4 separate regions of the Mus musculus genome follow, and all the other regions are linked to region 2. Evidence: chromatin contacts called from public promoter capture Hi-C data. All regions are on one chromosome and are shown on one strand. Each heading gives the region's core, a stretch centred on a gene start, on an enhancer-like site or on the middle of the called end of the contact. The rest is flanking DNA. Distances are from core to core; before and after follow the strand shown.

What was found. Promoter capture Hi-C pulls out the DNA fragments that hold promoters and counts their contacts.
Region 1: a promoter capture Hi-C map of pre-B cells shows a contact between it and region 2, with 4 times the contacts expected there. The contact joins the promoter of Fam222a here to the promoter of Rnf10 in region 2. A contact is called at or near these places in 4 of 39 promoter capture datasets (the HPC-7 cell line, liver and pre-B cells) and 2 of 115 datasets of contacts at active chromatin or transcription factors (bone marrow-derived macrophages and pancreatic cancer cells).
Region 3: a contact with region 2 is called in a promoter capture Hi-C map of pre-B cells, with 4 times the contacts expected there. The contact joins the promoter of Gltp here to the promoter of Rnf10 in region 2. A contact is called at or near these places in 6 of 39 promoter capture datasets (the 3T3-L1 cell line, embryonic stem cells, liver and 2 more), 5 of 115 datasets of contacts at active chromatin or transcription factors (bone marrow-derived macrophages, embryonic stem cells, large pre-B cells and 1 more) and 1 of 9 other capture datasets (macrophages).
Region 4: a contact with region 2 is called in a promoter capture Hi-C map of liver, with 4 times the contacts expected there. The contact joins the promoter of Ube3b here to the promoter of Rnf10 in region 2. A contact is called at or near these places in 5 of 39 promoter capture datasets (the 3T3-L1 cell line, erythroid cells, liver and 1 more), 1 of 115 datasets of contacts at active chromatin or transcription factors (epiblast stem cells) and 1 of 9 other capture datasets (liver).

The regions. Positions count from the first base shown.
Region 1 is chr5:114,566,525-114,572,617 of GRCm38.p6, forward strand. It overlaps Fam222a (family with sequence similarity 222, member A), which reads left to right and starts at 1,727. Exons shown (of 3, transcript NM_001004180.1): 1 at 1,727-1,900.
Region 2 is chr5:115,271,381-115,277,703 of GRCm38.p6, forward strand. It overlaps Rnf10 (ring finger protein 10), which reads right to left and starts at 1,515. Exons shown (of 17, transcript NM_016698.2): 1 at 877-1,515. The coding sequence starts at 1,033.
Region 3 is chr5:114,688,405-114,694,536 of GRCm38.p6, forward strand. Gltp (glycolipid transfer protein) reads right to left here and starts at 2,531. Exons shown (of 5, transcript NM_019821.2): 1 at 2,355-2,531. The coding sequence starts at 2,457.
Region 4 is chr5:114,378,893-114,385,102 of GRCm38.p6, forward strand. It overlaps Ube3b (ubiquitin protein ligase E3B), which reads left to right and starts at 1,728. Exons shown (of 28, transcript NM_054093.3): 1 at 1,728-2,083; 2 at 5,423-5,510. It overlaps Kctd10 (potassium channel tetramerisation domain containing 10), which reads right to left and starts at 1,613. Exons shown (of 7, transcript NM_026145.4): 1 at 1,534-1,613. The coding sequence starts at 1,536.

The DNA of each region.
Region 1 (6,093 bases), core at 477-2,976, 700 kb before region 2:
GGAGGCTGAGGCAGGAGGATGGCTTGAAGCTAGGAGTTTGAGACCAACAGGAGCAACATAGAAAATACTAAGTGCCTGACTCCCGCGGTCAATGTATACATCTGTGGGATGGAGCTGACCAAGGATTCAGCATGTGGTTTGTGTTCCACAGATCTCAGCGCTGATGCCCAAAACTCCACCACCATCCCCAGTCGCTCCGTGGAAAAGGCAATCGGGAAGCTTCACGTCTTAGTTTTGTCCGTAAACTGAGAACAAGTGTCAAATATCAGTGTTCTCCTCTGTAAAATGTAGGCCATAAAGCCAATCTCACAGTTTTGAAAAATTTAAGTGTAGTATGCACTTTGCTCTGTGTGTGTGTGTGTTTAGGTTGTCCCAAGGTTTGATGTTGGGTCTTGCAAACCGCACCCTTTACCATTTGGTGTCACCCCAACCTATTTTTACTATCTTTAACACACTCCTCATAGGGCCTGTTCCAAGAGTAAACGGAATAATGCATAGTACCTACCCTCAAACAGGTACTCAGTGAATAGGATTACCTGCTTTCAACCCTTTAGGTCTTCGACAAAGGGACTACAACAACCAGCATGCCTTGCCCTTCCAATCGGGACTCCTTCGCCTGTTTTAGGCTCGCAGCAAGCCGGGAGTTGTAGTCCTCTAGGAGCAGGACCCGCCTCATCCCCGCTTGGGGAAAAAGGTTGGAGAGCCGCCCTGCCGGCCTTTGAATTTTGCCGCGAAAAGCGCGCGTGGCGGCCCCCAGCCCCGCCTCGCGGAGGACGCGGCGCCGCGTCACCGTGGTAACCGCCTCTCGGCTGCAGCTGATTGGGCCGTAACGCGGGGGGCGGACCGGGGGTGAGACGCAGCGGCAGGAGCGGGCGCCCGCGCCTGTCAGTCGTGCCGGAGCGGAGCAGCGGGCAGCATTGCCGGGCCGGCAGCTCTGCGAAGAGGCTGCGCGCGCCGGCCAGGCCGGGCGAAGAGCCGGGCCCGAGGCTAGGCGAGGGTGCTGGGCAGCGCGAGGTTGCGGCTCCGGGAGCCCCGCGAACCGTCCCGGGCCACGGGCACGGGAGAGACCTGTGCGCCGACCGCTGCTGCGGCGCTCGAGCACCATACCGGGTGCACGGCTCTCCATCCCCGAGTCTGCCCTGCGCCTGCTGGATCTGCTGGTCCTCAGCGCCAAGGCCCGCGAGGCTACATCCCAGTCTCTGCCGCTCGCTGCGGCTGCCACTGCCGCTGCTCGCCGGCTTCCCCTCCCCCCACACCCGGAGCTCGGAGCAGGAGGAGGAGGGGCCGGCTCATTCTCGGCGCTGCTCTCTGCAACCTGCGGGGGCCGGTGCACGCCGGGCGAGGAGCCCGGGCCGCTGCAGGTGCGTGCAACCCTCCGAGGAGACGGACTCTCCACCTCTGAGCAAAGCCGGGAGCTGCAAGCCGAGGGCGGGAGGGCAAGCGAGAGGAAGCAACAAAGACAGGCTGCAGCTGGGGCTGGCGAGAGGGGCCGCGGCCGCCGGCCTCCCAGCGCGGACGGAGAGGGCGCCCTGGGAGAGGCGCGGGCAGAGCTGCAGCGGTGAGCCGGGCCCCGAAGGGAGGCGCAGCGCCTCCCGCCGGACGTATGGAGCACAGTCTCCTGCGAGGATGCGCCGCCTGAGCGCGCGAGCGGCCGGGGTCCCAGGCGGACGCGACGGGTACTGAGAGGGGGGAAAAAAAAACCTTTTTCCGACTTCGGACGGCGCTTCCGGACGCAGGGATCGCCCTCACCGACGGCTCCCCTTTCCATACGAAGAAAGACATCGGCCCCCTAAGGGGGCCTTTCTCCAGCAATCTTTATCACCCCTGCATGGCCGCAACCCGCAGATCGGAGCGTCGTGGCCTCTGAGATTTGGTGCCCTTCGTCCGACTGCCTGATACGGTGAGTTGCGGGGTGCAGAATTTTGGGTTTGAGCTGGGGACAGCTCCTCGCAACCTGGCAACCTGGACTGGCCCTAAAAGGGCCCTAGGTTGTTGGGTGCCCAGAGACAGCAATGCTACTTGTCCACCCTTGTCCTGCCCACACAACTTATTTGGACTGGCTGGAGTGGAGATTGTGGACCCTCGTGGGTATTCTACTGACATCGGTATTTGTCAGAGGAAAGGCACCCCACCCATGAAGCTAACAAAGGTGGTGGCCCTGTCCTCTGGAGATTCTTAGGGAATCTTGTACTTTTGTAAAGATTGATTGGGGGCAGCCAGGGTTGGCCAGCATGGAGGGGGTCTACAAAACCACCTTTGGGATCTTAAAGAGACAGAGCTCAGAGACAGGGAGTCCCAAAACTTCATGTCTGAGGATGGTGTCTTTCCAGGCAAGACATTTGTGTGTCTATTGTTACAAATAACTCACAAAGACAGCATGTTCCAATGGGCTGCATGTGACATCACTGCCCGACCTTTGATGTCACCAGAATTGTGACAACACAGCTGGCTTTGAGTGGAGCCAGAATGGCCAAGGCCGAATGCCTTGGTGTAGTAGAAGGTGAAGGCCAACTCCCTGTCCTCCCCGGCCGCAATCTTATGACCTAAATCCCCACTCGAGGTGGGGGAGGGAGGCAGGCAGTGCCAGCTGTCCCTGCCCCTGAGGACAGGTGTTCAGAACTCTGCCTATGTCTCCTGCAGTGTCTGGAGTCTCCCAGACTCCCAAACAGAGCAACCTCTTACTTTTAAGCAGGATGCTTAAAAGGAGGTCCCCATGAACCCTACCATGTACCCAGCCAGCAACTGGAGTTCCCAGGGTCCCCAGAAAAATGTGGGCTTCAGCCTTCAAACAGGCTTCTCTTGAAAAGGTGAATGTCCTGCCTGAGCCAGAGAGAGAGGGGAGCCAGGACCTTCCTGGTGTGTGTGTGTGTGTCTGTCTGTCTGTCTGTCTGTCTGTCTGTGTAAGTTCAGGGAACTCCCCTGCTCTTCAAGGTAAGGGGCCATGGTCCAGCTGGGACTCCTGCCTTAGCTGTTCCCCTTCTGTCATTTAAGATGACTTTGACAAGCAGTGTAATAGATGCTCATTAAGCAAATACCAGGCCAGGGGGGATAGGTGGAGATGCTGAGAGCCCTCCTCTCCCCACCGAACTCTGGCAGCAGCCCTGTACAGTATGGAGCCCAGAGAGCTCCCAAGCCACAGCCTGCTTACTCTCATTTGCCCATCCCAGCAATCACTGCCAGGGCCAGATAGGGGGTAAAATAGCCACAGTCAAGTTTCTAGGGGAAAGATTGAAGACGCTGGCATTGTTGCTCCCATGGGGGGGGGGGGCGGGGACGACAGGTGAGACAGGGTTTCTCTACAGACCATTTTTACAGCCTCCTCCCAGGCTCTTCCATTAACAGGTCAATAAATACCGGGGTGGGGGGGGGAGGCCACTTTGGAGGTTTGGTGGGGTGATCCTGTTTCCAGCTGAAGGGTTTCTTTACACGCAAGCTTCCAAGGACAGCCAGCGGCACAACAGCAGATTGGGGGTGGAGTGGAGAGGGGAGGCTGTGGGCACAGGGCTGTTTGCCCGGCCTCTCTCAACACTTCCCAGCTTAGAAACAAACTTGGAGTGTGCGCCAGAGATACACACACACACACACACACACACACACACACACACACACAAACACGCGGTTGGAGGCCCTCTGTGGAGTATTTACAGTCCCTCAGCCAAGGCAGAGGGAAAGGCTGTCAGAGTTGGGCAACTCCTTCTGTTCCTTTCCCTCTGCTCCCTGGGCTTGGCAGTGAGCGCCAGACGGGGGGGGGGGGGGGAGCGGTGTGTGTGGGGAGTTGCCAGCTTACCCGGCGTCTTCCAGAGCGCCAGGCATTTTGCGGCATCTCAGCTGCTTCTCAGGAGTGGATTGTGCTGTGACCCATTTTGTGGATGAGAAACCCAAGGCTCAAGTCAAAGAAGTGATGATGCGCAGCCAGGCAGCTCCAGTGGGTTGGCCTCGGTGCTCCCCCCACCCCATTCAGAATCTCCAGGACTTGGGCATAGGGGAGGCACCCCTGTCCTAGGACGGTTTCCTGGGTGAACTGAACACAGTGGTAACTTCTGCCAGGCCTTGTGAGTCCAGCCTGTTCCCTTATACCTGCTAGGCTCCTATCTGTAGCCCTGGGGGGGGGGGGGTTATATAGCATGAAACCCACCTGCCAGAGATAGTGAAAAAGCCAGCCTTCTTCATGTGAGATGGCCCTGGGCTACTCAGAGCCCCTGGCAGGCTCTCCTGGTGGAAGACAGGTTTATAGATGGTAACAGAACTTTAATGGGTGGCGATCCTGACCTAGGGGCAGGTGGGGGTGGGGGGGTGGGGCGGGGCGGATAGAAGAGCAACACACCGGATGAGTAGTTCAGAGCTGTCTGAGGGTTGAATGGGGCAGGGTGGCACTGAGGTGTTTGTTCTGTGTCCTGGAGTCTCATGTGACAGGGCAGGTGTATGAACCATTCCTGCAGCATATTCCTAAGCCCCGCCCCCTCCCAATGCTCCCATCACTGGCACTTAACCAGTGCCCCGACCAGTTGCTCTAAACCAGGTATAGGCCCTGTCCAGCTTGATGCCTTTGGTGAGAAACTTGAAGCTCCCCTTCCCCGGGGGTGGGGGTGGGGGCAGGCTTATTGCCGAGACTGGAATGGTTGGGTCTGGGACCGACTGCTGTGTGATCGCATTGCTTGGCTTTGAGTCTGAGCCTCGGTTTCCTTATCTGTCAGAAGGAGCTACAAGCAGGGGCGTGGTGAGGATTCTGTGAGGGCTTAGCACAGGCCAGAGCCTACAGTAAGTGTTCCATAAATGTAGTTTCTACCTGCTATTAGCATAATCCTCAGCTCTCCCAGTGTCTCAGAGCCCAATGCTGAAGACCGGGTTTCTAGGCTAGGGTAGGGTCCCCAGCCTTCCAGCGCCTCTGCAAGGGGGCTCCCACGTGGTGAGCCTACAGGGGGAGCACACGTGGCTCCCATCTGAGTACCAGGGGCCGGGCCTGACCAGGGCGTCCTCCCCAACCTCCCTCCTGCCCACTCTTGCTTTGCCAACCCTCCCAGTCAGAGAAAGCAGGCAAGCAGCTCGTATTCATGAACCGTAATTCAATCAGGCAGCGATTCCTTGGGGCTGGGCGGGGGCGAGAACGAGAAGGCGCGCACAAAAGGGCCGCTTTATTACCTCCCGCGGGCCGGGAATTGCTGCTCTCCCCCAGCACCGGCCGGAGCCGCCTTTATTGTGTTAACCCATTTGCGTGTCAAGAGCTATTGTGCGCTTTCTCGCCGCCGGTGCGGTGCGGCTGAGGGAGGAGGGCTGCGCTGCCGGCCGGTCACCTCCGCGGGCGCCGCCCGCCGCCCTGATTGGTTGCTAAGCGATTTGCATCCAAGGTAATCACTTTTATCTCAGAAGGATGTCGACTATAATTATAAGCTACTGACATCTTTTGAAATCTGCCTAATGACTATTTTAGTCTGCCCGGGCTGGGGGTGGGGAGGGGGATTCTGCGAAGGGATGGAGGCTGTCGGGGGTGTGTGGGCATTCCTTCCACCTGGACCACTGATTGCTTAGTTGAGAAACAGCTGAGTGCCTGCTGCCAGCCTCAGACAAAAGGCAAACCTAGACTGTGGCTGGTGGGGCGCCCCTATTCACCCGTGGTGGACTTAGTGCCATTTCAGAGATGGGGAAATAGAGGCCTCAGAAGGAGCCAGATGACCAATAGATAACTCAATCCCTCTAACTTGTTTCACTTGGGGGGGGGCACAGGATATGTTTATGCCCCGTGGTCACACAGCCTGGGAGTGGAAGGGGGAGGGCAGTGGATCCCCATAGTCAGGGTTGGGGGTGGGGGACACGGGTAGTGGGAAGAGTATAACTGGGTTAAAATTCTTCTGCCCTATCTCTTGTGCCCTTGGGTAAACCCTTCACCTCGGCCTTGACAATGGGGTGCTGGCCTTGAAGATTGTGATACCCTCAGAGCAAATCTGCAGGCAGTGGGAACCCTGGATTGGACAGAAACTGGCTGGAGGGAACCCCAAGAGTGGAAGACTGTAGTTGTTCAGGGAGGGCCTCGGGAGGGACCAAGAATCTGCCCGGCCCAGCATGCAGGAGGGAGTCTCAGGCAGAGGGAGAAAGGGC
Region 2 (6,323 bases), core at 265-2,764:
GATTCTGCCATCTCCTAATCCACAGCCTAGTTTATTCTCTGCGGTGGAATAACTCCTGGCTAGACAGGTTAAACGATTAGAGTAGTGCTATCACACCTAAAAGCCTACCCGTGTGCTTTGTGCATAATCAGTAAGTAGTATTATTATATTATTATAATAATATCATTATTATTATGTTATAGTAATACTAAGAAGCCTGACTACACACATCACTCTCTCTCTCACACACACACACACACACACACACACACACACCATGAAAGCCAAGCCCATATAACCTACCGCACACAAACAGGCATAATATTTAGGCAAAAAGTTGTCAAGTACTCTAAGCGCTTAGCCCATTTACTTAATAGTGTGTATTAGCAAACTCAAGGACTGAACCTAAATGAACTGAATGCAGGGTCTGCATGCTTTACTATCACGCCGAGCAACGCCATCCCAACATGAGTCCTCTTAAACAGAGGAGCAGACCCGGTGCCAGATTTAAGTCTGAAAATCCTCGGGCCTCACCCTCTCTTATTCAAACTTGAATGCCACCCAAAGCTAATCCGACACTAGAAGAGAAAACAAAGTCAATTGTTTTAGAGCCTGGACCGACGGTGAGTCACACAAAGCCAGGTCTTGAGGCCTTCTGTGAGGTGCTTGCCACCTGGATGACCTTAACCCTTTCCAAAATCTCAGATCCCTCATCTGCAAAATGGGGCTAAGAATAGCGCCTACTTCAGCCAGCTGTTTTGAATATGAATGCAAGGGCCCAAATTAACCACGCAGCGCAGATCGGCTTAACCGTAAATACTGGATGTCAGTGCAAGCGGAAGGTGGGTCGTTTGTCCCTCCTCCCCCAAGTGACCCGGCAGACCCGCCGGCTCTTACCACTCTTGGGTTTAGACTCGCCGGCCGGCCCCGCCGAGGCGGAGCGGGGCGGCTGTTGCCCTTTGCTGCTGCCCGAGGAGGCGGAGGAGCTGTTGGAGCCGCTGTTCTTGTCCATGTCGGAGGCGGTGGCGGCGGCGCTGGGGGAGCTCTGCGGCATCAAAGGGGGCCTCGGCGGCGACGGCGGTCGGAGCGGAGCGGGCGCGGCGGGGACCCAGGCTCATGGCGTTCAGGGCCGGCGGGGGTCGGCGGCGGCAGCGGTTCTCGGCCTTCATGGCGACATTTTTCCTTGTTTCCTTCCTCAGCTTCTCAAAATGGAAGGAGAAGCGGCAAGGTGGGGTTGTGGGGCCCAGAGGCGGCGGTGACCGAAGAGGAGGACGAGGACGAGGAGGAGGAGGAGGAGGAGGCCGGGGCTCGGAGGTCCGGGCCGGGCCTGGCGGGGCAGAGGCTGCGGGGGAAAGGGAGGCGCGGGAGGGTCGCGAGCCCCGCCGGCCGGCCGGACACGCTCTCCCGCCGCGGGGCAGGAGAGAGGGCTGGCTGTCTCGGTGCCGGGGACCGGGGTCTCCGACACAGCGACCGACACTCGCCTCTGGGCCGAGGCCGAGCTGCTCCGGGAATGGCGACGAGTCGCCAAACAGCATCTCCAAGAACCCGGATGGACTATTTATATAGTTGCCAGGCGGGCGTGGTGCATTCTGGGAAGTGTAGTCTTTTACCTACATCCGGGTCCTAGGGGAGGGACCGCTTGTGCCTGCCAATGCTTTTTTTCTCTCTTCCCTGTTCGAGGTTTCTTTTCCTTCCCGCCTCCCTAGCGGGTTCCTTCTTTTTGAGACAATGTTTCATTTTGTAGTCCTAACGGGACCTGAACTCTTTGTGTGCAACAGTCTGGCTTCCAATTCACAGATATTCCTCGCCAGTGCTTGGATTTTTTTCTTTTTTTAAAAAAAAGATGTGTGGGTGTCTGGCCTCCTACAATACCAAGCAAACACGTGGTATACAGACATACTCATATAGACAAAACACCCATACACAAAATTTTTTAGAAAACCAAGTGGAGTGTGATGGCCCACCTGCAATTCCGGTGCACCGGAGACAAGAGATCTGGAAATTCCCAGAACAAACTGGCTAGCCAGACTAGCTCAAATGGTGAGTCTACCTAGCCATTCTGTGAAGAATGTGGAGAGTCTTGGAGGAAAACACTCAATGGCAGCCTCAGAACTCCATGTACACCTGTGCATACGTGTAAGATTTTTCATACACGTATGCATGCCACATTCATATATAAAGATCGGTAAGAAGCAACATTCGAAACACCAACAAAGAGAAACAACATAGTACAGTTAAGTAAGGAGATGCTAATCAAACACGTTTCAATAGAAAAGCATCCCAGCTTGAGAGGGATAAAAGAGGACTTCTTAGAAATGCTGTGTCATGTGACACACACAGGACGAATGGAATTTGGGGGGGGGGGGCTGTTAGGGATCAAATCCAGAGCTCCATGCTCACAATCTAGTTTTCTACCTCTAAGCTACTACCTCATCTAGCCGATGAGTGGAATTTTAGCAATCGTGTATGTAGGAGAACTAGAGTGGCTCATGCCTGTATCACTAATACTCAAGAAGCAGAGACAGAAGACGGATGCCAGTGGTGCACATCTTTAATCTCAGCACTCAGGAGGCAGATGCAGGTGGATCTCTGAGTTCAAGGCCAGCCTGGTCTACAGAGCAAGTTTCAGGTCAGCTGGGGCTACACAGAAAAACCTTGTCTCAAAAAAATAAATAAATAAACAGAGACAGGAAGTGCAGAGTGTAAGGCTAGCATGTGCTACATAGTGAGACCATGTTCCTTATAAGAGAGAAAAAGAATAAAAGCAGACAGTGTAGTGTAGTCACAGGGCCCTTGCATGGGCAAAGTTCTGATTTGATCCTCAGTATCATAAATGGGAAAGGAACAAGAATGTGCGGGCCAAGCCAGGCAGTGGTGGCGCACACCTTTAATCCCAGCACTTGGGAGGCAGAGGCAGGGCAAAAAAGAAAGAAAAGAAAAGAAAAAAAGAAAGAAAGAAAAATGAAAAAAGCAGGAGTCAGACTCTTATTTGGTTCCTTATTATCATATAGTATATGAGATATTATTTAGTATGGAAGGAATCAGTTTAAAATGACATGGAGATCCATAGAACTATAACTTGGGGGGGAGGGGTTTGCTAGAGAGATGGCTCGGAGGTTAAGAGCACTGAATGCTTTTCCAGAGGTCCTAAACTCAATTCCAAATCACAAACATGGTGGCTCACAACCATCTGTAAGGTGATCCACTGCCCTCTTCTGGTGTGTCTGAAGATAGCTACAGTGTACTCACATATATAAAATAAATAAATCCATTTTTAAAAAGGAACTATAATTTTTCAGTTTTTTGGTTGTTATTTTATTTTTGTGTTTACACATGTTTTACCAGCTAGTATGTCTGTGCCATGTGTCTCTAGATACCAGAAGAGAGGATTGTATACCCCAGCACTGGAATTAAAGCACCATATAGGCTCTGGGAATCAAACCCAGGTCCTCTGGAAGAGTAGCTAGTGTTCTTAATTGCTGAGCTATCTCACCTGAAAGGACTCTGGCTAGCCTGAGTGTGGTGAGCATGGCTCTGGCAAGCCCTGCCTTCTCTCCCTATTCCTTCTGCCTTTCTAAAAACCATGAAATTATCTTCCTAAAGCTAGCCCCCAAGGTCTGTTTCCTTATTTGGCCACATCCTGCTCCTGAGGCTGACTACCAAGGTCCAGCTATCAAAGTATTGAAGTGAAGAAATCAGAAGCCTCCTTTGGCTCAGCTAATTAACATGCCCACGCCCACTTAAAGTTAAAGGCCTCATCCTAACATGGGGTTTTCCCTTTTACCTTTATAAACTGCTATTTTCTTTTTCTTTTCTTTTTCTTTTTTATTTTTACTTTTTTTTTTTTTTTTTTTTTTTTTGGGTTTTCGACCTAGGGTTTCTTTGTGTAGCCCTGGCTGGCCTGGAACTCACTCTGTAGACCTGGCTGGCCTCAAACTCAGAAATCTGCTTGCCTCTGCCTCCCAAGTGCTGGGATTAAGGCCTGTGCCATCACTGCCAGGCATCTGCTATTTTCCTATGAGCCATGTCTGTCTCCTCTCTATCCAGAGGCAAGGCTTCTTCCTATGGGACAAATGCCCCTCCCCCTCTTTCCTGTTCCCTTCATCTTCTCCCTCTTCCTCTATCTCCTTCCTATCTTTGTCCCTTATCCCTGCCCTCTCTCCCTCTGGAGGAAATAATCTCCTTTGAAAATTGAGAACTTGGTCTTGGGGGTCCTGAGTGATACTTTTCCTTTCATCACTGGCCCCAAGGAGTTTGTTTTTGTTTGTTTTTGACAGGATCTCACTTTTTAGTCCTGGGTGACCTGGAACTCTCTATAGAACCAGTCTAATCTCAGACTTACAAAGATCCACCTGCTTGTGTCTCCTGAATATGCTGTAATTAATGGTGTATACCGCTATAACCAGTAAAAACTTTTTTTATTGTTGCATTTATTTTTTGTTTGTTTCCTCTCTCTCTCTCTCTCTCTCTCTCTCTCTCTCTCTCTCTCTCTCTCTCTCTCTCGTGTGTTTGTGTGTGCGCGTGTGCGTGTGCGCGCGCGCGCACGCGCATATGGGAAGAGTATATACCATGGTTCACATGTACAGTAAGAGGATAACTTGTGGAAGTCAGTTCTCTCCTACCAGGATGAAATTCAGGTTGTTTCAGGTTGGCAGGAAACACTCAGAGCTATCACACGGCGGCCTACAAGTATCCTTTAAAAAGATTCCCCTGTAACGAGGCTGGAGAGAAGCGCAGTGGTCAAGAGCGCTTGTTCCTTTGGCTGTCGGGATTTGGTTACCAGCATCCTCTTCGGGTGGCTCACAACCACTCCTAGTTCCAGTTTCAGGTGTCTGGCGCCCCCTTCTGGCCTCCGAGGGCACCAGATACGCATGGAATCATTTAGCATACATGCAGGCCAAACACTCATACACTAAACTAAAAGTAAACACCCTGGCTGCTGTGCGGGAGCACGCCTTTAATCCCAGCACTAAGGAGGCAGAGATAGGTGGATCTGGATCTCTGAGTTCGAAGCCACCCTGGGTTCCACGACAGCCAGGGATACCCAGAGAAACCCCTGCCTGGAAGAGACACAAAACAAAACAAAACAAAACAAAACAAAACAAAACAAAACGGACAAGGAAGTTGTAGAGGGCACTTCAGGGGGAAAGTTTTTTTGTTTTTTGGATTTTTATTTTATTTGTTGTTGGTTTGGTTCTTTTGGTATTTTTTTTTCTGAGACAGCGTGTCTGCTATGAAGCTCTGACTGTCCTGGAACTCACTCTGTAGATCAGGTTGGCGCCATACGCCACCTGTCTCTGCCTTCTGAGTGCTGGGATCGAAGGTGTGCACCACCACCAAAGCAGACTGCCCTTCTTTTGTTTTGTTTTTAAGACAAAGTCTCGCTATGTAGCCAAGGCTGGCCTCCTACTCTTAATATTCTTGCCTTGGCCTCCCAAATAATGATCTCTAGTAGTTCTTGTTTGGTTTTATGCTTTTGTTTGTATGTGGCGAGGGATAGTAGGTATTGAATCTAGACATGCTTGGACATGCTAGGCAAAGATTATACCTCAGTCTGTTTCCTACTTTTTATTTTGAGACGGGGCTCACTGTGGTGTCAGAGCTAACCTAGAATTTGGAATTATCCCGCCTCAGCATCCCAGCTCAAGTAGCTGGGGCTACAGAGCTTCACCATCAAGTCTAGGACTCGTTATTCTTCACAGTTACACACACACACACACACACACACACACACACACACACTTTTTTGTGTGTCAACTTGACACAAGCTGGAATTATCACAGAGAAAGGAGCCTCCCTTGAGGAAATGCCTCCATGAGATCCAGCTGTAAGGCATTTCTCAATTAGGGATCAAGATTAGTGGAGGGTCCATTGTGGATGGGGCCATCTCTGGGCTGGTGGTCCTGGGTTCTACAAGAAAGCAGGCTGAGGAAGTCATGGGGAGCAAGCCAGTAAGCAGCACCCCTCCATGGCCTCTGCATCAGCTCCTGCCTCCAGATTCCTGCCCTGTGTGAGTTCCTGTCCTGACTTTTTGGTGGTGAACATCTATGTGGAAGTGTAAGCTGAATAAACCCTTTGCTTTCTTGGTCATGATGTTTGTGCAGGAATAAAAACCCTGACTAAGACACACACACACACACACACACACACAGAGAGAGAGAGAGAGAGAGAGAGAGAGAGAGAGAGAGAGAGAGAGAGAGAGAAGAGCATGCTTCAGTTGGAAAATGTAGTGTGATGTCCAGAAGGAACAGCTAAATCCCAAGGTCTACTCTGACACACAACAGAAGTACAGCAAGTTCTAAAATACTGTGGTGAAACTTTATTTCACAGAATGAAGACACGAG
Region 3 (6,132 bases), core at 1,281-3,780, 580 kb before region 2:
GGCCAGCCCATGCTGCACAGTGAATTCTAGGCCAGCCTGAGCTACAAAACCCGGGCTTCAAATCAGACAATATCTGTGAAAGAATGAAGTGAACGAATTGATCTGTACCAGATCCTTGGTCCCTCATAAGTGCTCAATAAATGCCATCATTGAGGCTTACTGTGATTTGAGAACATGTTTCCACAATTACCTCAGACTCCTTGTGGCCACCACTCCAGACCAGATGTAGTTCAGGGCCACACACACTGTGCCCAGCTCATCCAAGTGACTGGGGACACCCCAAAGATCTAGACCGAGTCCCCACCTGAGCGCTGACAGTGGCGAACCCTCCTGGAGCCTGAGTCTACGGGAGAGCGCTCCACCCAGGAAGAGCACATTGAGAGTGTTTTCTTTGGTAAGAGCGCCAAGAATGACCGTCTGTGCTGAACAGTACATGGCTATGGGGTGACCTGTGCCAGTTAACCCTTCACAGTCCAACTCCACTGAAGCGTCTGTCTAAATGGTGCTCTGTCCACAGCTGTGACACCCCACAGCCCAGGATGGCAGCGAAGACAAGGGTCCTTTGAGACCAGAAACAAGGAGCGAGCGAGGGTGACTCGTCTGCCTTAGCTTCAGCTGCCTCCTTCCATCTCTTCCCAAACCAGCCGGACATTTAGGCACTAGGGGTGCCCCCAAGTGCAGCCATGCCACGTTGGTGAGGGACAGGGAAGTCATGCCACCACCACTGTGGAGCTGCTGATGGGTTGCAGCACCCTTTTGTGGCTTATGTATTGAGGGGCATTGTACCCAGAGGGTGCTCTGTAGCATTCTGCTCCACCCCTCAACGACAAAGAACAAAACCATCTCCACAGACAAGCAGATACTGCCCCCCCACCCCCTCTAAGGAACAAAACTGCCATCCCTTGAGAAGCACTGGCTCCAGCAGATTACGAACCCAGGACAGGCTGGCTCGAACTAGCAACTACTCAGAAAGCCAAGGGCACAGAAGACATAGTGTTGTCGGGGCTGGGAGGTGACTCAGCAGGTCACTGTGGAGCCCCATGACCTGAGTTTGGTTCCCAGAACCCATATTGTGGAAGGAGAGAACAAACTTCCGAAAACGGTCCTCCAGCCCCCGCCTGTCTGTCCCCCCCCCCATGCCAACACACACAAATAAATATATTTTTAAAAACAACATAATGCTGTCATAAAAACCAAAGCTAACGCCAACAGCTCCCTCTCTCTGGAGATGCAATCTGATCTACAGCTGAGATACAGGCGAAAAAAAGCAGGTCTTAGGCATGCCACGGGTTGACAGAGCACCCACTGGGCAGTGCTGGAGCTTTCTCAGCCTCTGAGAAAGCCTGAGACCTGCTCTCGGGATGCTCCTCCAGGCTGGCGCATTGGGCCCGAAACTAGATTCAAGAACTTCACACAAGTTCCTTTCCACAGCTAACACCCACCCTTCACAGGCTCTCATTTAGTCCCCACCCCCAAACCTGCCATTTCACAGATAGGGACTCCAAGACACAGATCTACATGGCCACACACGCCCTATCCCCACCAGGGGTTGAGTGGGTGCCAGACCTCCTCAGGCTAAGGCGGTTTCAAGGCTCTGTCCAAGTATTTCAACTGGACTCTGTACCCGGGAGCTGGTGTCATCCTGCAAAGTCACCAAGTGAGCTAGCAGGGTAGGGCGCTGGGAGCGTCCCCACCAAGAAGAAAGCTGGGCTCAGGTAGCAGCACCCTCTGTGAACCGCAAGGCAAAGGGCAGGGCAGGAGGCATTAGTTTTCCTTCCACTTTACAACAAGGTCTTAGGCTGGAGGAGGGGCGGGGAGAGAACGCGCCTGAAAGTGGCTTGGGGACTCATTCCAGCGCTCCTGGGAGGTGCTTCAACTTGACATATGGAAGACCGGACTTTTTCCTTTTCGAAAGGGGGTGGGGATCCGAGCTAAGCACCCTGCAGCTGACATCACCCCCACAATCCAGCCCCCTTTCCCAGATGGGGGAAACCCTTTTCATGACTTCCTCTAAAAAGGGCCCTTGAGTTTTGCAGCTCCATCTTCAAGTCCTTGGAGGTGGTGGGGTGGGATGGGGGTGTTCTTTGGTCTGGGATGGGAAGAGGCTGGGGTGGGGGGTAGGGCTTATCGTTCAGAGTGAGGGTGGGGGAGAATTGAGAACCATTCTGAAGGGGGCGGAAAATGAAGCCGGGGATGAAGATGTTAGGCGCAGCCGGAGGGCTGATGAAGCATGCCCACGGTGCAATAGCAAGCGGTGTTTGGGTGCAATGGATGACAGGGAGTTAAGGGCCCGGGTGCATCTGAGGAAGAGGGATCTGGGCAGGTGAGGAGGACTGGCAAAGCCCGGGACTCACCAAAGAAGGGCGGCAGGTGAGCCACAGCCTCCAGGAAGGGCCCGGTCTCGATCTGCCGGTCTGCGGGCAGCGGCTTGAGCAGGTGCTCGGCCAGCAGCGCCATTTCGGGGTCGAGGCCCTTGGTGATGCCCCAGCCCGCGCCGAGGGCGTCCGCGCCCGGGCTGTCGCCGCCCGCCGCCTCCCGGGACGCCAGCGTCGCCACTTCCGCCCGCGCCTCGCAGCGAGCGCCGAGCGCCGCCCGCAGGCCGGAGCCATGGAGCACTCGGCCCCGCCCCTCAGGGGCTCTGCCAATGGGCGCCCACCGCCGCGCCCTTCCGACCAATCGAAGCCCGCCGCCCCCGCAGCCGCCGCGCCATTGGTCTGGAGGCGGGGCTTAGCGGAAGCGCGGGCGTCTTGCACCTGGTGAGCCGCGCCCAGGTTGGGATGCTCTGGCCGGGTTTACAGCTCAAACCCTGACGGGGCCTTGTTTCCCAATCCAGGGTCCTCCAAAGTGCCAGGTTCGCGCCCCACAGCCTACACCCCGGCTCACCTCAGCCACAATGCAGCCTAGCTGCTGCGTCCTGAAACACAGAGCTCAGTGTGTTTAGGGAACACTCCCTAATTCCATGGAGAGATAACAGCCCAAATTCCAAGTGGAGAGCCTGGTACTCCGCCCACACTGAGTATTCAGTAATCCTACTCTGCACTGCTGCTGCTCCGTACTGTGATGGTCACGGAGGATAGAGTGACCATGGCGCTTAAGCAAAGCCTTAAATTGAGGGAGCCGGAGAGCTGTGAGCGGTGCACGGGAAGGGCGAGCAGGGGCTGGGAGTAATTTGGGCAGTGGTGGCGCACGCCTTTAATCCCAGCACTCGGGAGGCAGAGGCAGGTGGATTTCTGAGTTCCAGGACAGCCTGGTCTACAGAGTGAGTTCCAGGACAGCCAGGGATACACAGAGAAACCCTGTTTCGAAAACCAAAAAATAAAGGAAGGAAGGGAGGGAAGAAGGGAGGGAGGGAGGGAGGGAGGGAGGGAGGGAGGGAGGAAGGAAGGAAGGAAGGAAGGAAGGAAGGAAGGAAGGAAGGAAGGAAATTAGTTGTGGTTCATAGTAAGGGCAGTGAGAAGATGTCTAGGGGCCAGAAAAGCATATACTAAATCTTGTTAAATGATTTTAATTTACCCTTTCAGGAGGCAGATGGCAGAAAGATTGACCCAAACTACAGGCATGACCCCAAGAAGTCGCGGGCGGGGAAAGATCCGACCGTCCTTATCTCTTGCATGCCCAGTCACGTTAGATCTCCTACTGATAGGTGCCCAAGCCACCAATTTCAGCTTGTTCCCACCCCACCCAGACTCCCCGCCTCGGGCATCCCAAGATGCAATCTTCCTACAACAGCCTCCCCAGTGTCCCAGCTCTGCCAGAACCCCACCCACCTTTGGGAAGACTCCCTAATTCCATGGAGAGATAACAGCCTGCACTGGGGCCTCTGGCTTCAGAGAGAATCCTGATGGCTCAACCTGCTCCATTCCAGCTGAGACACTCAGAAACCACATGTGACTCGACACAAGAAAGATGGATCTTTTAGATAGTAGCTTGGTGTCCTGAGACAGGTCTTGAAAGTTCACCCATCCATTCATCCTTCCCTTTCTTCATCTCCCCATCCCTCCCTCTCTGCCTCCACCCGTCCATCCACCCGTTTGTCCATCCACCCGTTCGTCCATCCACCCGTTCCTCTACTCATCAGAAAGCACTTGCTCTAGAGTTGACTCCTTTTTTGTTTGTTTGCTTGGGGTTTTTTTTGTTTGTTTGTTTTTGTTTTTTTGAGACAGGGTTTCTCTGTGTAGCCCTGGTTGTCCTGGAACTCACTTTGTAGACCAGGCTGGCCTCAAACTCAGAAATCTGCCTGCCTCTGCCTCCCAAGTGCTGGGGTTAAAGGCCTGCGCCATCAAGCCTGGTTTAGTTCTATTTTTCTTGAGACGGGTATTATTGTATGTTACACTGGAACCCCTGCACATCCCCTACACAAGCTGAGAAACCCCATCTTTCCTCCTTCCTCCAACCCCTCCCACCCAGATGAAACTCCCCCTCTACCCTGTCCCCCCATGCCCCACGCCTGCTTGGAAAAAGCTCAGGGCTAATATCTCTCCATCTCTCCATTTCCACCAACCTACCCAAGAGTGCCCGCCCAGGGGCTCAGTTTCTGACCATGTATGATCACCATCAGAGCTCCTAACTGGTGGTCATCACTCCTCATCTAGGTGATATAAAACCCCCTTGCTTTATCCTGGATGTGTGACTTCACTAACCTGGGAGATGGGTGAACCCACTGAGAGTTGCCTCCTAAACCTGCCTCTATCTGCTTTTAACCTGGTCTAATGTGGCCTAGACCTGCATCCCTGAGGGAGAGAAAATGCCCATCACTGTATAGCCAAGGCTAGCCTAGAATTGGCTCTATAACTCAGGCTGGCTTCAAACTCCAGGCAAATCTTGCCACAGCTTCTAAAACTTCTAAAACCATTTTAAAAAAACAAACAACCAAACAAACAAAAACTAAACAAAACAACAACAAAACCCCATGATCTTAAATTCTTGAAAACATTGCAACTCCCATACAAAAACCGGGCCACTGAAATCAGCTAAACACTCTGATGCTCATTCTCTCCAAACAAAGATGTTCCAGAAAGCCATGGTTTGCCCACCAGCAGGAAACTAATAGCATTGATCAGCCTCAATTCGCCTTTGTGTCTAGGACCCCAGTCCTGGTTTCATGCAGTATGGTTGCCTGATCTCTTAGGTCCATCAGTCTGGAACATTCCTCAGTCTTTCTCGAAATCCCATGACCAACACTTTTGAAAAGGACAGTTAAGCTAAAGAGGGGCTGTCTGACGTTTTCCATGCAGATCACAGGTCCTGTGTCTCACAACACAACAGCAGCGTGCTGTGTCCCCTCGCTGTAACCCTGCAGATGACACATGTGTGGTTTCAGTGGTCCTATATTGAAGTTGTTGGTGTGATATGGTCTCCCTGTAGAGATCAGGCTGACCTCAAACCCACAGAGATCTGCCTGTGTCTGCCTTCTGAGTGCTGGGCTCACAGCTACGTGCCACCGTAAAGGGCTCAGATCTTAACTTCATTCGAATAAGGTCCCTTCCACTTGGATCCACTATTATGCTGTTTTTTTTTCCTTTCTAAAAAGTAACCAATGCCCCATACTCAGGGTCTATCACCACTGTGCAGAACTGGGACTTCACGGTAGCAGTCCACTGCTGCTATGGTCTGATTGTCCCAGCTGTGATCTGTGACAGTCCCTTCAAGCTGGCTTCTGTGTCTGTCCAGCATGTCCCCACTACTTCCTCACTCTTTTTCCCAGAATATTTCAGGCTTATCCCGGTCCTGAAATCGGTTATTTCTCCAGAGAGCACTGGTCCCTTCAGTGGTGTGTTCCTTCAGTGGCATTTGGAAATTCAGGTCGGGACTGTGGTAATGGCCACTGAGTTGTCTCTATTCCTGGATCCTCTCCGAGGAGTTCTAAACACACATCAGTGTCTGTAGCTCCTGCCCCTGTGGACGTCAGTATGAACGGAAGCCTAGGCTTTGACTCTGTGGATCTAGTGCCAGCAGAAGTCCAAGGGCTTAGTCTTGCCTCTGCTCTTCCCAAACGGGCACGCAGCCGCTTCCCAGATGTTCCCATTGTTTTCCTTGTTGATTTGAGCAAGTTCTTCTTGTTGCTACAACCCCAAACCCAAGATACCTCTCGAATGCCTGCAGTTCTGAGAGGAGACCCCTTTTTTCCCCATG
Region 4 (6,210 bases), core at 478-2,977, 890 kb before region 2:
TCAGGCTCCCTTCCACTCCTGAACTCCTCAAGACTTGGTGTTCTCAACTGGAGATATTAGAGTCACCAGAGCTTCCAAGACACTGCTGCCTGCCTGCCTGCCTGCCTGCCTGCCTGCCTGCCTGCCTGCCTGCCTGCCTGCCTGCCTGCCTGCCTGCCTGCCTGGGCGGAGACCCCAGGCCAGCAAGGAGTGCTGCTGCCTGCAATTTGGGATTAAAAGGCTCTTTCAGGTGATTCCGATACAAAGGAGGATTAGACAATCTGTTTATCTAGTAGCCTTGGAGATCTGAAGGGAGCTCTTCCGGGCGGGTTGCTTAAGGGGTATTATGCAAGGAGGCTAAACTAACCTGAGGTCTCTGCTACAGGGCTACTGCGTGAAGCAAACGAAGTTAAAGGAGGCCAAAAACTAAAGCCCCACACTTTTTTCTAGGATAGTCACCCCCCCCCCCCCAGTTCTCCTGCTTTTGAGAACTTCTCCAAACAGTCTCAATGAGGATGTTGTCAATCCTGCTTACTAGGGAAGCTAGGTATTAGAATCTGGTTTCAAACGCCCTCCATTTCACAGCCCAAATCCTTAGTGACACACAGAGACTGTAAAAATACATCGGTGAGCCCAGACTATCCTGTTGTTAACTAGTTCCCAGGTTAGCCCCAGGGGACCAGTTGGTGGTCTACCGGTGCTGCTGGCCGCCTTCTACCAATGTGTGTGTCTCTTGTTTTATACCAAATAGAGCTTGACCAAAGCCAGACACAGGCCGAGTCATCTGTCTTCAGTTTGGGACTGATCTTGTGAGTGAGTGGCAGACAAAGAAGACCTGGGTTAATAGTCCACCCGCCCCCCATCCCCACCCAAGGACAAAGAACCATTCAAGGGACAGACCCTAGAGAATCTCAAGTAAACCGAAACCATCCCATAACGCAGACAGCAACAGCTGACATCCTGGGACTCCCGAGGTGTGGTCACCTAGGGCCTCAAGGGAAGTGATTAGGTAGGTATCCAGGTGCCACTTGAGGCCAGACTCTGTGGTCAGGGTACCCCGACCTCAGACATGTCTCCTTAGAATTACTGTTACCAGTCATCTCGCTCCAGACTTGTGGGTTCAGAGACGCCCCCTCCCTCTCTTGCCTGGAACCCCACCTTACTCAAGGCACAGCCTCCCAGAGGCCAGACTTTGCTCGATTCCAAGGGTACACGCTCGCCCCTCTCCACACGCCCTCGAACCCTCGTTCGTTCCCCACCCCGAGCGTCGGTCTCGATGCCTCCGCCGCCGTCTCTTTGTCCCGACGATCTCCCACGTCCCATCGCCCATCAGCACTCCAGGCTCGCCGCCCAGCGCCACCACCGCCCGCAGGACCAGCCGCCCCTTCGCAGATCCCCACCACCACCACCCCGACCACGGCTCCTTTCATTTGAAGCCCTTCCCCCGCTCCGGACCTCGCCCGCACGCGCTACTCAGCGCCCCACCGCTCCCGCTCAGCCTCGTCGCCACCCTCGCCCGCCCCGAAGCTCCCCGACGGCGGCCACCGCCCTCACCATGAAAAGTCGGAGGACGCCGGAGTCTCCAAATCCGGACTGAGAGGCAGGAAACACCCAGCTCGCTCAATGCAGGGGGCGGAGGCGGGGCCGGGGCGGGCACTTCCGGCGTCCGTCCACACCCCACTTCCGCCCCGCAGAGGGACTCTTCTTAAAGCGTTCCCCCCCACCCCCCACCCCCGTAAGCCCTAGATGGGGGGAACTCTTTTTATCAACCGTTCCCGCCTCCCCTTGGCCGAGTCAGGCGTTTAGTCCCACTTCTGGATGTTTGTTTCTCCTTTCCGTCTGCTAAAGAAGATGACAAGAGGAAAGGAGTCCTCACCTCCTCCATGGGCAAAGAAGCAGTGCGGAACTGTTGTTTCCCGGAACTGAATAATTGCTTGCTTCCCAAGAGGTGTTCGGAGCACAACACCCGGGGCAAGATGGCGGCCGGGCTTCGGCCGCTGCCCCGGGGCTGGCGGACCTCGGGGGGATCGGGCTAAGGCGGCGGTCGCTGCGGCCCGGACCCCGAGTGCGGGGCCTCGAACGGATAAAGATCTCCGGACTGCGGGTAGCGAGTGGGGACAGGATGGGCGCTTCTCTGGGCGGCGGGGCCAGGGACGGAGGGAGGCTATCTGGGGGGCCGAGTCTTGGTTTGAGTGAAGTCGGAGGAGGGACTGGCTTGCGGGCTTCGGGGATCTCCTTGTCCCCCTTCCATTGATTTCCGTGCCGAGGCGACTGGCCTTGCCAGCCAACTGATTGTGGGCGAGACGGACTTGTTCTTGTGGTTGTTGATGTCGGTGCCTGTGAGAGGCGTCGGGCCTCCGGATCACCCCAAGTGGAATTCGAGCCCAGTGCTGTCGCTCGCTGTGTGACCTTGGGTGAATCTAGTCCCATCTCTGACCCTCAGTTTCCTCCTCTGTAAATAGAGTAATTAGATTGTTTTACGGAGATTATTTTAGAATACGTTTTAGTGTGGTTCCTGACGGCTCTTGATCAAAAGCTGGAAAAACTGGATCGTATTTTGACTTAAGCCTAGCTAGCCTCACAGGGTGCCTGGCATTCTCAACTTCTCTTTGTGGTGCCTTTCTGTGTGTGTGATTCCTGAACCTTGCCTTTTTGACTTGCCGATAAGTAATTCCTTTGGGAATTCAAAGTCAGGGACGGTGGGTGAGGACACTGGCGAGTTATGTGCCCTCTGCATTTCGTTTCCCCATCTGGATAGGCTGTAGCTGTCTAAGAGCAATAGTTTGGCTTATTAATGGTTTCTTTAAGAGCTGTTGTCTTATCTTAGGCTTTTAAAATTGGGGTGTTGTAGCCTCACAGGATAGGCTTCCAAAGGGAGGCCTAGTTAAATAGATCTACAATGTCTGTTACATGGTCTACACTTAGATGGTGGCCCTTAGGCCTGGGAAACTAGCGACTTCTACCATAAAAGAAAGTCGCTCAGCAACTTGTGTTTATTTTTACTTCACAGTCTGGACTCCTGTGCGACATGTTGTGCTTCTTGAAGTTAGTCTCAACCAAATAGGTTGGTTGTAAGCAAGTTGCCTGGGGACGTAGAAGTAATGCAGAGTCTTGTCTGTTAGCGTTGAAAGCTTGGCTCTGCGGCTTACTAAATGTATAACCCAGACCAAGGGAGGCGAGATTTGATTGTCTCATCATGTTGCTGCTCTTATTGGATGAGACACTTAGGCGAACTGCGTCCCTCCTTACCGACTGATTGCTTTCTGATTTCTCTACCTAGAGCACTCTTACTTCCCTAAACCAGGTTCTCAGCTTTGTAAGGACAGTGCAGTAAGGCTTCCTTAGGTGTGATGAGCGTTTCCAAGTGCCAGCTATCAATATTTTCCCATTCCTCATCTCAATACTATAGTGACTAGATTAGGGTTAAGAATGGCAAGTGTTCCATGCAATCCTTAACAACCCTAAAATTGAATATTGTTATTATCCCAGGAACCTGGGACCCAGAGTGCTCATGGGACAGTGCTGTGAGGTAGAGTCGGGATGAACAAGGTCTGAGGCTCCTTCTCTCTGACTTGAAGGCCTCTCTAGTTACAGTCTTTGTCTTGTTTCTCTGTGGCCCTCAGGGGAAGAACTTGATGCCCAAGGGTGCATCTGATTTGATTCATGAGCTGTGTAAGTGGAAAAGCGACAGGAAAGAATGAAGAAACCCACAAAGCTTAGCTACTGTGCAGTGCAAGCAGAAGCCAGTGTGTATGCTCTTAGATGGGGATAGTTTTGGGAAAGGGATCAAATCCCAAGAGGTCCTGAGAGAAGTGAGAGCTCTGAGGGAGTCACAAGTGCTGGGTCCCGTTTTCATGCAGTCATTGTGTTTCCACTGGGAGGAGGGGCCCTCTCCTGCTCCTGGGTCCTGCCTACCACGGAGGATCTCTCTCTCTCTCTCTTTTTTTAAGATTTATTTTTTAATTTTTAAGTATATGTGTGGTTTTCATGCATGCATGCATACGTGTATGTATGTATGTATGTGCATTCACTATGTCCATGCCTGGTACCCATGACCGGAAGAGGGTATTGGATCCTTTAGAACTGTGGGTGCTAGAAGCCAAACCCTGATTCTCTGCAAGAAGAGTCAGCGCTCATAGCCACTGAGCCATCTCTGAAGCCGAGAGTGGGGATATCTTGAGGAGCAGACTTAAGGTTGCAGTCATGCATTGAGCCCTGCGTGCACCTCTCAGGAACTTGACTGTTGACAGTTTATAAACAATAGGACCAGGACTTGATGGCCCAAATGCTGGGCCAGGCACATCTTACTTAGTTCATTTGGAGATAGGGAAACGGCTTACTGGGACTGTGCAGGTGAGGAGATTTTAAAAAGTGGTAATAATAAAATAAATAGTCTGGAAGAGAGCTCAGTGATTAAGAGCACTTGCTGCTCTCGGAGGACTTGGGTTCCATTCCCAGCAGCAAGTCACAGGGCTCAAGACAACCTGTACCTCCAGCTCCAGGAGCATCTGATGCCCTCTTGTGGCCCTCCCGGGAACTGCTCTCACTGACAAACACAATAAAAATAAGTTCAAACAGAGAAAAACAACAAAAAACTTTTTGTGTCCATAAAGGTAACACATCCCCTGTGCTTTTGCACTGTTCTGTTAGCAGCAGTTAGAACCATGGCACACAGGTGTCCGTTCTCATGACATGCATCAAGGCTGATTGTCAAACATGGAAGACTGAGGCTCCCTCCCAGCAGTGTTGACAGAGCCAGGGCTGGTGCCAGCTCTGCGTGACTCAGGCCCTTGTGCCTCTTTCTGTGCTGCCTGCCACACCTTGCACTTTCTGTGAAGTGGGGGTGGGAGGGGCGCCCCCCCTACCCACCATCCTACTCGTCAAAATGGCCACTTGGATTTGCTTTCTGCCCTTCACTTTTACCTGGGAGCTTAGCCTTAACCAGGCCAGACCTGGTTCCCTGTAGAATGGTTTCCATGTGTGCACACACACTTTGCCTTGTCACTGAGAAGTGGGAGCCGGTTGTCTCACGGGCAGCCATTGTTCTCTAAAGCATTCACTTCTAAGGCATGAAGCCCTTTGCGGGGTGTTGAAACTATGTGATTATCTTTTACATTGCGTCGCCTTTGGGGTTACTTTGAGGTTAGAATGTAGTTAGGGGAGCCTGAGAGGGTTTTTAAAAATAATTTATTTTTATTCTATGTGGATGGGTGTTTTGCCTGCATGAATGTCTGTGTGAGGGCGTTGGATTCTCAAGTTACAGAAGCTGTGAGCAGCTGTGCGGATGCTGGGACTCGAACCCATGTCCTCTGTGGGATCTTATCTGCTGACTCATCTCTCTAGCCCCTAGACAGTTTTTAAAAACCTACAGTATATTACTTACATTCAACAAAGTTGCAATGCCATGCTTACAAAAAAGGCACTAATTCTGAATCTTTCTTAGGCCAGAAAACCCAACTCCTCGGAAGCCAGAGGCTGCAGGAGGTCACTGATGGTCACCTAGCATCTCCGCTGCACAGGCAGGTCCTCAGGTGAGCTCTCTAGGCCCTGAAGAAGGAGGGAACAGTTAGGAATGGGGCTGCCCCCTCTCATTCCAGCTTCCTTCCTCTCCCTGTGGTTAGCAGCCTGTGGTGATGATGTAGTTCAGGAGTTGCTGGTGGGAGTGGCTGGTAATGGAGCTTCGTGGTAGCGTGCCTGACCAGCATGCACAGAGCAACCATTTTCTTGAGGATGGAGCAGTATGCCAGCAAATTCCACTCGACAGGTGTGGAGTGGGGAGGGACTGCAGAGGTCCCTGAGTGTGCTCATGACAGAAATCTAGGCCCGCCTGTTATTCTACACGTGTTTCAAAGTGGCTGCTGCTTTGAGTGACCTAACCTGGTGAAGATGCTTTTCCAAACTCGGGGTTTCAGCAGGATTTCGTGTTAATGATTCAGTCAGCTGGGCGGGTGGTGCTGTGTTTTGGGGTAGCTAAAGAAATCACCCCGGCTGGAGAGATGGCTCAGCAGTTAAGAACACTGACTGCGCTTCTAAAGGTCCTGAGTTCAAATCCCAGCAACTACATGGTGGCTCACAACCATCTGTAATGAGATCTGACACCCTCTTCTGGTGCGTCTGAAGTCAGCTACAGTGTACTTACATATAATAATAAATAAATAAATATTTTAAAAAATCACCCATTTAGGAGCTCAGTGGGTCAACGCTGTGTGCATATGGCTGTCAGTCAGAGCC